2 separate regions of the Sus scrofa genome follow, and region 2 is linked to region 1. Evidence: chromatin contacts called from public HiChIP or PLAC-seq data. All regions are on one chromosome and are shown on one strand. Each heading gives the region's core, a stretch centred on a gene start, on an enhancer-like site or on the middle of the called end of the contact. The rest is flanking DNA. Distances are from core to core; before and after follow the strand shown.

Region 1 (4,516 bases), core at 1,238-3,737:
TCTTATTTGCTCATCCAGAATTTTCTAAGAGCCAGGCACTAAAGATCCAGGCCAGTGAGGGGTGAATCCTCACTGCATGCATGACCAGGGGCCAGGGAGCAGGAGGTGAGCTCTGTCTGGGCACAGGATGGCTGGCGCCCATGTGCTGCACCTGAGAGCTCAGTGGGTTTGGGTTTGGGGGATGCACACCCACGAAGGGGAGCCAAGGGCTGGGCAGAGGCAGCAGGGGTGGCCATGGTCAGGATCTGGAGGGGCTTGGTGGCCATGTCCATGGGAAGGGAGCCTTCCAAGGTTGGAAGGCAAGGGCTGGTGGGCTCAGCTTGGCTGCTGTACAGGGACCCTCCAAAAGACCATAGCCCCATCCTGCTATGGTGCAGGCAGCAGCAAATAGAAAACTGTTAGGAGAGGAAATGAATAGGCGGGAGGGATAGGAAGACGTGGAACGGGTCCAGCTTTAGCACTGGTAGACAGCATTGGATGACAAGAGGCCACACTGGGAGAGGGAGACAATTTCTCTTTGGACATTGGGGGTATGCACCCAGGAGGCAGCTGTGCCTGGGGCAGGTGGTCAGCAGGGTATGATCTGGGCACCAACAGGACAGAGGAGGAACCAAGGCCTTGGACAGTCAGAGTGGAGGGGGAAGAGGAGGAGTGCCTGGCTGTGGGGGTCCAGGTTAGAGACACTCTAGGCCCTGGCCTCCCTGCTCCCCTCCCACCACCCCCCAAGCTCAAGCCTTGAGCTCCTAGACACTCCACTCATTTCCAGATGCAGACTTGGCTTCCAGCCCATCCCCTCGTTCAGTCGGAACACAGGTCTTACAGATTCTGAAAGCCCCAGGCAGACCCCACTTCTCTGTAAGGCCCTTCCCGAGCCCAGCCCTATGACGGTGCCAGCAACCCCTTCTCAGCATCACCTGCCTCTCTTGGGCCCACTCACTGCCAGGGTGGTGTCAGGGGTGTCGGCACCTGGAAGCAGCATCAAGCCACCCACCTGTGGTGGCTTCACGAAATCAGCCACATCCCACAGTCGGTTCCCCAGTTCCTTGATCTGGGTCACAGAAACCCCTTTAAGTTTGGTGATGACAGAAATCTGGGGGTCCAGATCCTGCTCCTGGTAGCCTTTCTTGGCGAGGAGGGCCCACCTGGTGAGGGCATGATGGGCACAGGGCAGATCAGGTTCCCACCTACTTGGCTTCCCTCCTCATACACCCCAGGCTCCCAGCCCAGCATTTGGGGCCCCACCTCCTCTCCATCTCCCACACCAGTCACCCCACACAGGCCAGGAGCCCCAGCCATGCATAGGAGAGTCGGTGCCCTTGTGGATGTCTCTCATCAGGCACCCATGGGCTTGGAGATGCCCACCACCTCCTCCTTTACCAGTTAAAACCCTCCCCTTGCCCCAGCTAAACCCAGCTCCCTCCTTAAAGATGCCCCCAACCAGGTGGAACTGGTGTCTCTACCAGGGCCTTAGTGCTCCATCTTTCACAATGTCTGGGGCCACCTCCTGCCCAGCCTGGGGGCTCCTGGTCTCTGCCTGAGCCCAGCATGGGGCTGGGAACCAGGCAAGAAAAGGATGCCAGTGGGTACCTGAGCACCTGACCTTCTCTCGTACTCCACTTGCCTCTAGACAGACAGACAGCCTTCCTTCTGTTCCCATCCTACTTGGTCCCAACCCACCCTGCTCCACTACCACAGCCCAGCCTCAGAGTCAAGCCCCCAACCCTCAGCCCAGCAGGAGCAGCCATGGTCCCTCCAGCCAACATGCCCAGGAGCCGTTCTCTTACCCCACCACGTAGACCATGACCCCCAGCTGCAGCAGCCTCTGCAGAGCGCCCACCCGCCAGTTCCGGGTCATCACGTACTTCTCCGTTTTGTAATCCAGAAGCCCCCAGCCTACCGTGGCCCCCGGCGAGCCCATGCTCCCAGCTCCTGCTGGCAGCTGGGGTGCATGAGTCAGCACAGCAGCTGCAGCCACAGCTGAACAGGAGGTAAAGCAGGCGCCAAGCTGGTCCAGGCCAGTAGCTATTAAAGGGACACTTCCACTCAGGGCAGGATTCAGCCTTCACCTCTCAGGCCCAACCCCCGGCTGCCCTGGGACTCCCATCAGCAGCAGACTCCCTCTGCCTGGCCCTTCGCTGGCAGGAAGGAGCAGTCGCTGTCCTTTGCCCGCTGACCTCACCTCCTTGGGGTGATGACAAGTGGGATGAGTACTATGAGAGGACAGCAAGGGACCAGCCCGAGCGCAGAGGAGAGGACAAAGAAAGCTTTAAGAAGCGCCCTCTGAGCTGACACTTGCAGCTCTTAAGACCAACAGGCAGCGTGGGGAAGGTATGTTCTTGGTGGAGGGACCAACATACGCGACGCTAGAGCATGAGAGCTGGGACCCACAGAGTGGGGGTTTGACTCCAGCTCCAGAGAGCAGGTGGCCGGCTCTGCAAGGCCTCCTGAGCGACGCCGCAGCGGAGCCGCCCCACCCCCAGGCTCCGGAGTGGGAAAAGGGCGATGCTGGAGCCGCCTGGAGTGGCGGGGAGAAAAGCCCGTGGCGCGCGTGCGCCAATCGGTCCTGCCTGCGAGTGGGTCAAGGTCAACGCAACCAACAACTCAGGGTTGCCCGGGCGACTGCCGCCGGGGAGGCGTTTCCATTGGCTGCCATGGTGCCTGTTCGCCACGCGCCGCATTGATTGGTCAGTGCGCGGAGGGTCAGCGACATTTATAAGCCGCGCCCGGGCGGCAGTGCGGCACACTCCTGCTCTCAGCGGCTGCCGCTGCAGAGTGGGTGTAACCATGAGGGATCCCTGCGAGGGTCCTGGGGAGAAGGAAGAGCTGGAGGAAGGGGCGGCGGCCACTGGGCATCCTGCAGAAGTCCTGGAGGCCAAGTGTTCAGACGTGGATTCGGACTCTGACCTGGAGACAGAAGGTGCCTATGGGTGGGGATCAGGCTGGGGCCGAAGTGGGCGGGAAACCCCGTCCAGCCAGCAGCGGCTCCAGCCTTGTGCCCTCTGTGCAATACTCCTGGCCACATCAGGAGTTCTACCATCACAACACACTTCCACAACGATGGGTTCAGAGGCAAAAATCCTACCAGAGAGTGTAAAAAGGGCTGTCCCACCCTGAAATGGGATCAGGGCTAGGTTTCCTCAACCCTCAGGAAAAACTAAACTCATGGATGTGTAGAAAACGTAAATTGCTGTAGTTTTCCTCCCCCATAAACTGTTCATAAAGCATGTGCGGTCTGCAGTGCAAGAGAAGACACATCATGCACTTCGGTGGAGGCAAGCAGAGTAGAGCCAGGATTAGCTACTACCAGCTGTGTGATTTGGGGGAAAGGAATTGCCTTCTCGGAGCCTCGATGTCATCACTTGTATATGTGAGCAAGAATCCCTACTAGCACAGGAAGAAATGCCTCTAGAGGAAAACAGAGGCTGGGTAGTGACAGAGGCTGAGGAGGGTTCCACCTTCATCCCTTGTCTCCCATCAGGCACCCATAAGCTTGGAGAACTGGTTAAGGATACCCTCTACCTGAGGTCTTGCCAGGCCCACAATGTCGTGCCTGCCTCCTGCTTCCTGCGCCAAGGGAGCGCCCCAGAGCTCAACCTGCGGCACCGTGGTCTGGGTCCCCAGGTACCCCTGGAGGGACCCCAGGGGCCAGGTTTGGAGGGCGAGGACCTGGGGGGCAGTAGCCATGTGAGTGGTCCCTTTCTGAGCCCAACCCGAACACTCTGTGGCCTTGCTCTGTGCCAGGCACATCCCATCCCCCACAGTGGGTGACAGGAGGGATCAGGGCTGTGACAGAGTTTGGTACAAGGGCTGGGAGCCTGCTGGGGAGTCAGGGAAGGCTCCAGGAGCTGAGGTTTGAGTGGAGCCTAGAAGGAGAAGCAGGTGTTCCCGGGCATGTGGGAAGGGATGGGCCTTTCAGCTGGAGGACATTGAGTGGTCTGAGCCCAGAGACAGAGCCAGGGTGTGGCTAGCTGTGTCTGGGGCCTTAAGCCCTGGGAAGGGCCAGGCCCCTCAGGCCCCTCTCTGTCCCAGGGGGCCCGGGCTCTGGCTTCCTCACTGATGTCCAATCCCTACATCAAGCGGCTGGACCTTCGGGACAATGGACTCTGTGGGGCTGGCGCGGAGGCCCTGGCAGATGCTCTGAGCAAAAACAGCAGCATCAGTGGTAGGTGCTGAGCGTGGGACAGGTGGGCAGGAGCCTGCTGTGTTGCTGGGGGAGGGGACCTCATAACAGGGTAGAGAGGGTGTGGTGGAGTCAGACCCTCTGTGGCACAGCCAGTGCTGACCTATTCAGTCCCCTTTTCTGCTGGCCAGGAACCCTACATATGGTAGCCTCCCAGTCCTGAATGCAGGTGGAAGAGTCCAGCACAGAGGGGTAGGGGCCAGGCAGTGGGCAATGAGGGAGGGCTGAGGGGAGTCTCTCAAGGCTGGATGCAAATCCCGCCTCTGTCACCAAAGAGCAGGATTTCCCTGGGCAGGAAGCTCACCTTCACTGAGCCTCAGTTTCCAATTTGTGAAA
Region 2 (4,448 bases), core at 51-2,550, 40 kb before region 1:
CCACGCGCGACTCCCGCCACTCACCTGAGAGACCCACAGGGTCGCTCGCTTTAGGGATGGAGGCCGCCATTCGGCGAACCGGCGCCGAAATGTCGTCATCAAGCTGCGCGTGGCGTCACCTCCCCTTTACAAACGGGAAAAGCGCCGCTTTCTCTTTGGGCTGCTTCTTTAAAAGGCGCGTGCGCAAAGTGTAGTCCCGTGGGTTTATGGGACCGCAAGGGGGCGCCCACCTAGGAAAAGAGCGCGCGTGCACGTAAGGCCTGTGCGTTACTGCCTAGAGGCGCGCCTCCTACCGGACCCGGCGCGAAACAGTACACTCTGGGTCCAACGGGCATTTATTGATCGCCCACGGTATGCCAGCGTGAGATACTCTGGATGCCGTCACCGCCGTGAGAGCGTAGAGAAGACCAGTCGCCGAAGAGCGGGTCTCCTTCCAACGCCCGGCGCCGCCCGGGCCCGGATCTGAGCGCCGGATGGCAGGGGAGCTGCTGGGAGAGGAGGGCGCGGCGGGCCGGTAGGGGGCGCGGCGGGGCTGTACCGGGTGGGGGACCCAGCCGCAAGCAGATGGCGGCGCCAGGCGCGGGGCCCGGGCCGGGGGCGCCACCAGGGCTGGAAGCGGCCCTACAGAAGCTGGCGCTGCGGCGGAAGAAGGTGCTGAGCGCCGAGGAGACGGAGCTGTTCGAGCTGGCTCAGGCTGCGGGCGGCGCCATGGACCCCGAAGTGTTCAAGTGAGCGCGCGGCGGAGTCGGGTTTCGGGGTTCCGGGGGACTGACGGCCCGGGCGAGGAAGGCTCACCGCGCGCCGGGTCTGTTCTCTCTAGGATCCTGGTGGACCTGCTAAAGCTGAACGTGGCGCCCCTCGCCGTATTCCAGATGCTGAAGTCCATGTGCGCTGGGCAGCGGCTGGCGAGCGAGCCCCAAGACCCCGTGGCCGTGCCCCTGCCCACGACCAGCGTGCCTGAGACCCGAGGTCAGAGCTGGGCCTGGGCGGCGGGTGTAGGGCGGGAGCGGGAGGTGGGCAGTGCCTGGCACATCGGGGCTTGCTTAGCCCTGAGTAGCCAGGCTTTTCTGTTGCTTTTGTCCCGGGACTGCTCCAAGGGCTGGCCCTTTGGGCTCCTGTCCCCAGCTTCAACTTTGCTACCACCTTCGAGGATGCACATCCAGATCAGGTAGATGCAGGATGGGTGGCCAAAGCAGACCAGGCCTCCTCTGGGACTTGTGTACACTGGCGTCTTGCCACCTCTGCATTCCTGTCTTCATCCCATGAACATGGAAACAAAGTGGCTTTGGTTCCTGTTCTCGTGGCACTTGTCGCCTCAACTGAAGAGACCTTCCTGCGCCCCCTTGTCTGCACCCTACCCGGCCCAAGTCCTGCCCAGGAGTCCCAACAGCTAAGCTTCCATCCTTGGGGCTGCAGATGGACCTCAGTCTGGACCGTCATGGCTGAGAAATGAGCAAGTGCTGGTGACCAGGGTGACGTGGTGGAGCTCTTACTCTCCTTGCTTGTCACTTCTGCTCCCAATTTTTAGAAACCCTCTGAAAGGCAGCAGAACCTTGGCCAGAAACACCCTGAGAAGGGGCTGATATTGGGTGGAGGGGCAGTCAGGCCCTGTGGGTGGGAGCGCCAGGGCCCCAGGCACTGTGCCCCCATTCTGAGAGGCCTTGAGTGCTGGAGTGCAGGCCTCCTCACTGATGTACACTGTCTGCTCTCTTTGTGTCTCTCTCCGACCTCCAGAGGCCTCCTTTCTCTCTGCCAAGAACTGTACCCCCCCTGCAAGGCCCTCCTTTTCCTCGGCCCGGCAGACTGCGGCCTCTCCGATTCTGCTCCACGGCCCAGCTGCCTCGCACTCGCCTCTCTCTCCAGGGCCCCCCGGTTCCCTCCGGTTCTCTTGCTGCCTGTTCTCTCCTTTTGAAGGTTGCGTTTATTAGTTTATCTCTGGGGGTTGGTGCTCTCTCCTGTTTCCACGGAAACTACCATGGCCCCCAGAAAGCTAGAGCAGCATTGAGCTGCAAGAGCAGGACCTGGCTGGCCATCCCACCATGCAGCTTAGTGACAGCAGTGATGGGCCCAACCTCCCTCTTCCCAGAGGCTAACTACCGGTATGACTTGTGTGCTCTGCGGAGGTGCCCTGGCCCCAGGGGAGGACACCTGAGGGTCGGGGAAGGGACAGTTCGCGCTGTGGAGAGTAAAGCCTGAGGTGAGAGGGACACCTGCATTCTTAGATACTGTCACCCCCTGGACTTGCTGCCTGGGAGGTCAGACCATGGGTCCCTTCTTCTCCCTGGTTCCTGAGCTGGGGGTGCCCTCCAGGCACGGTGAGGCTGGGGGCCCAGAGCCAGCTGTCTATGAGGGTGTGAGATCCCATGGGTGCCCCTCCCCATATCACCCACCTTGCTGTTCCAGGTATGCTTGGAGCTTGGGCCAGGGGAGCAGAGGAGGAGCCGAGAGGCAGGTGGACTAAAGGCGAGTTTGCAGAGGGAGGGAAAGACCAGGGCAGAGAACTTCTATTGCTGCTCCTTGGCTTAGTGACAGGGTACCAGGCCCACTCAGTGCTGAGGGCATAGTGGGGCTGCAAGGTGGACTGGCTCTTGGTCCAGTGAGGGAGATGGCCAGACAGACAGTGGCAAAGGCAGAGGACAGTGCAGCCCATCCAATTGTGGAGGACAGCACTGGCTTAGCTAGTGCAGCAAGGGCTAAGCAGGGTGGGGGCAGGGCCTGAGCTGGGGCCTGGTGGGAGGGAGAGGGAGGAGGGTTTGGGCAGCAGGTGTGTTGGGTGCAGGGCTGGGAGCACCACAGAGGGCTTGGAGGTGGCAAAGCCCCAGGCCAGGGTCAGGAGAGGCATGGGGCGCTGGGCCCCACAGAGTTGTTTCTACTTGAGGGCTCTGGCTTTGGGTCCTGCTGGTCTGGGCAGCCACCCACCCAAGTATGAGGACACAGAGCCCCTGGGGAGGTGCCCAGTGGGGATAGAGGGCAGGTGAAGGGCTGTGCAGGAAGAGGCAGAGGCCAGCCATGAGCTAGAGCTCTCTGGGGCTGCAGGTCATTGTCCACACAGACCTCTGGTCCCCTGGGTAATGGCAGGATCTGGGGTGGAAAAAGTAAGGAACCTTGTCAGAGTGAGTACTGATTGACTGGGGGGCACCTTGGTGGCCTAGGCTGCTGAGGGGTGGAATGGGAATGTTCAGGCCAGTTGGCCTTGGGCCTCCCACAAAATTAGGGTGAGGTTGCTCCAGATCAAAGGCTGGAACCCACTTAGGGGCCTGGCTGTCCAGCACAGAGAGGTTGTTTCTGCTCCGAGTACAGTGGGGTGATGCTTATCTCAGAGAGGACACAGTCTCTGAGTGAAGTTAGCTTCAGTTATGTGTTTTTTGTTGAAGTTGAGGGAAACCACACATTTTAAAAAGACCTGCAGTTCTCTTGTAGTTTAGTGGGTTACGGATCCAGCGTGGTCACTGCAGCAACCTGGGTTTGGTCCCTGGTTCTCTGGCCCAGGAATTTCCACGTGTTGTGTGTGCAGCTAAAAAAAAAAAAAAAAAAAAAAAAAAAAAAGTGCCCCAGAAAGGGGAAGGTGGAGTATGGTGTGCACACCACATGCCAGCACTGGCAGGCATTGGCACCAGATGGGAACAGACACCTCATGGATAATTTTCTTGCTGATTACAGGCTGCAATGATGTATTGGGGTCTTTCGAGTAAATTAAAGTATTGAAGTTAATTTTCTGTTTCTTTCTTTTTAATGTGGCTCCTAGAAAGTTAAGGAGCCACAAGTGGCTTGCAGCCCATTTCTGGGGCTGTGTGCCTGGCAGGATCACAGGGCACATCTACTTGGGGTCACCTCCCCAGAAGCTTGGGCTAAGTGAAGGGTTAAAGTACATGTTTGCAGTCAACACTGTGCATCAGTCTATGTGTGTACATGTTTTAGAAGTGCTGATTGAGCTCCTGCTGTGTGCTATCCACCCACCCGCCTGGCCACCAGACCCTTCCAGCTGGCCTTGCAGACAGTGGGGCTGTGGTATTTTCTTTCCCTCAGTCCTCACCCACCTGTCTCCCTGCCCTTCTGCACACAATGTGCCTTCCGTGATATTTGGCCTTGGCAGCTGGCTGGCCTGTGGCTCCAGGAGGTGGCACACCCACCCCTCAGGAGAGAGTGCTCTGGGGCTTTGAATAGTTCTTCCTGCTCAGCTCTGTGGCAGAGCTTGCAGATGGCATGAGTTGGGGGCCAGGGGGCCATTCCAAAGGTAAATGGCAGAGTAGGTCCCACTGGGTCTGGGTGGCCCCCCAGCTTCAGGAGGCCCCTGAGTCATAGGTGGCCATGGGCTGGTGCATTTGGCGGTTTTGCTTCATTAGGGGGTCGTCCAACACCAAGTGGCCACAGCTGATTTTAGAGGTAGAAGAGCAAGCCAGACTATTTTTAACATTCAATAACCTTGAATTCCTGTTATGATGCAGTGG

What was found. HiChIP or PLAC-seq counts read pairs in DNA pulled down with a chosen protein or histone mark.
Region 2: a contact with region 1 is called in an H3K27ac HiChIP or PLAC-seq map of skeletal muscle. The contact joins the promoter of SMPD4 here to the promoter of LRRC74B in region 1. A contact is called at or near these places in 2 of 5 promoter capture datasets (fetal skeletal muscle and liver), 2 of 47 Hi-C or Micro-C datasets (liver and skeletal muscle) and 1 of 2 datasets of contacts at active chromatin or transcription factors (skeletal muscle).

What each region holds. Positions count from the first base shown.
Region 1 is chr14:50,621,338-50,625,853 of Sscrofa11.1, reverse strand. LRRC74B (leucine-rich repeat-containing protein 74B) reads left to right here and starts at 2,487. Exons shown (of 9, transcript XM_013983197.2): 1 at 2,487-2,917; 2 at 3,479-3,621; 3 at 4,030-4,162. The coding sequence starts at 2,503. The region is part of intron 2 of P2RX6 (P2X purinoceptor 6); the gene reads right to left.
Region 2 is chr14:50,660,340-50,664,787 of Sscrofa11.1, reverse strand. It overlaps SMPD4 (sphingomyelin phosphodiesterase 4), which reads right to left and starts at 1,300. Exons shown (of 19, transcript XM_001929589.6): 1 at 25-1,300. The coding sequence starts at 99. LOC100153925 (mitotic-spindle organizing protein 2B) reads left to right here and starts at 239. Exons shown (of 3, transcript XM_001929600.2): 1 at 239-728; 2 at 821-969. The coding sequence starts at 565.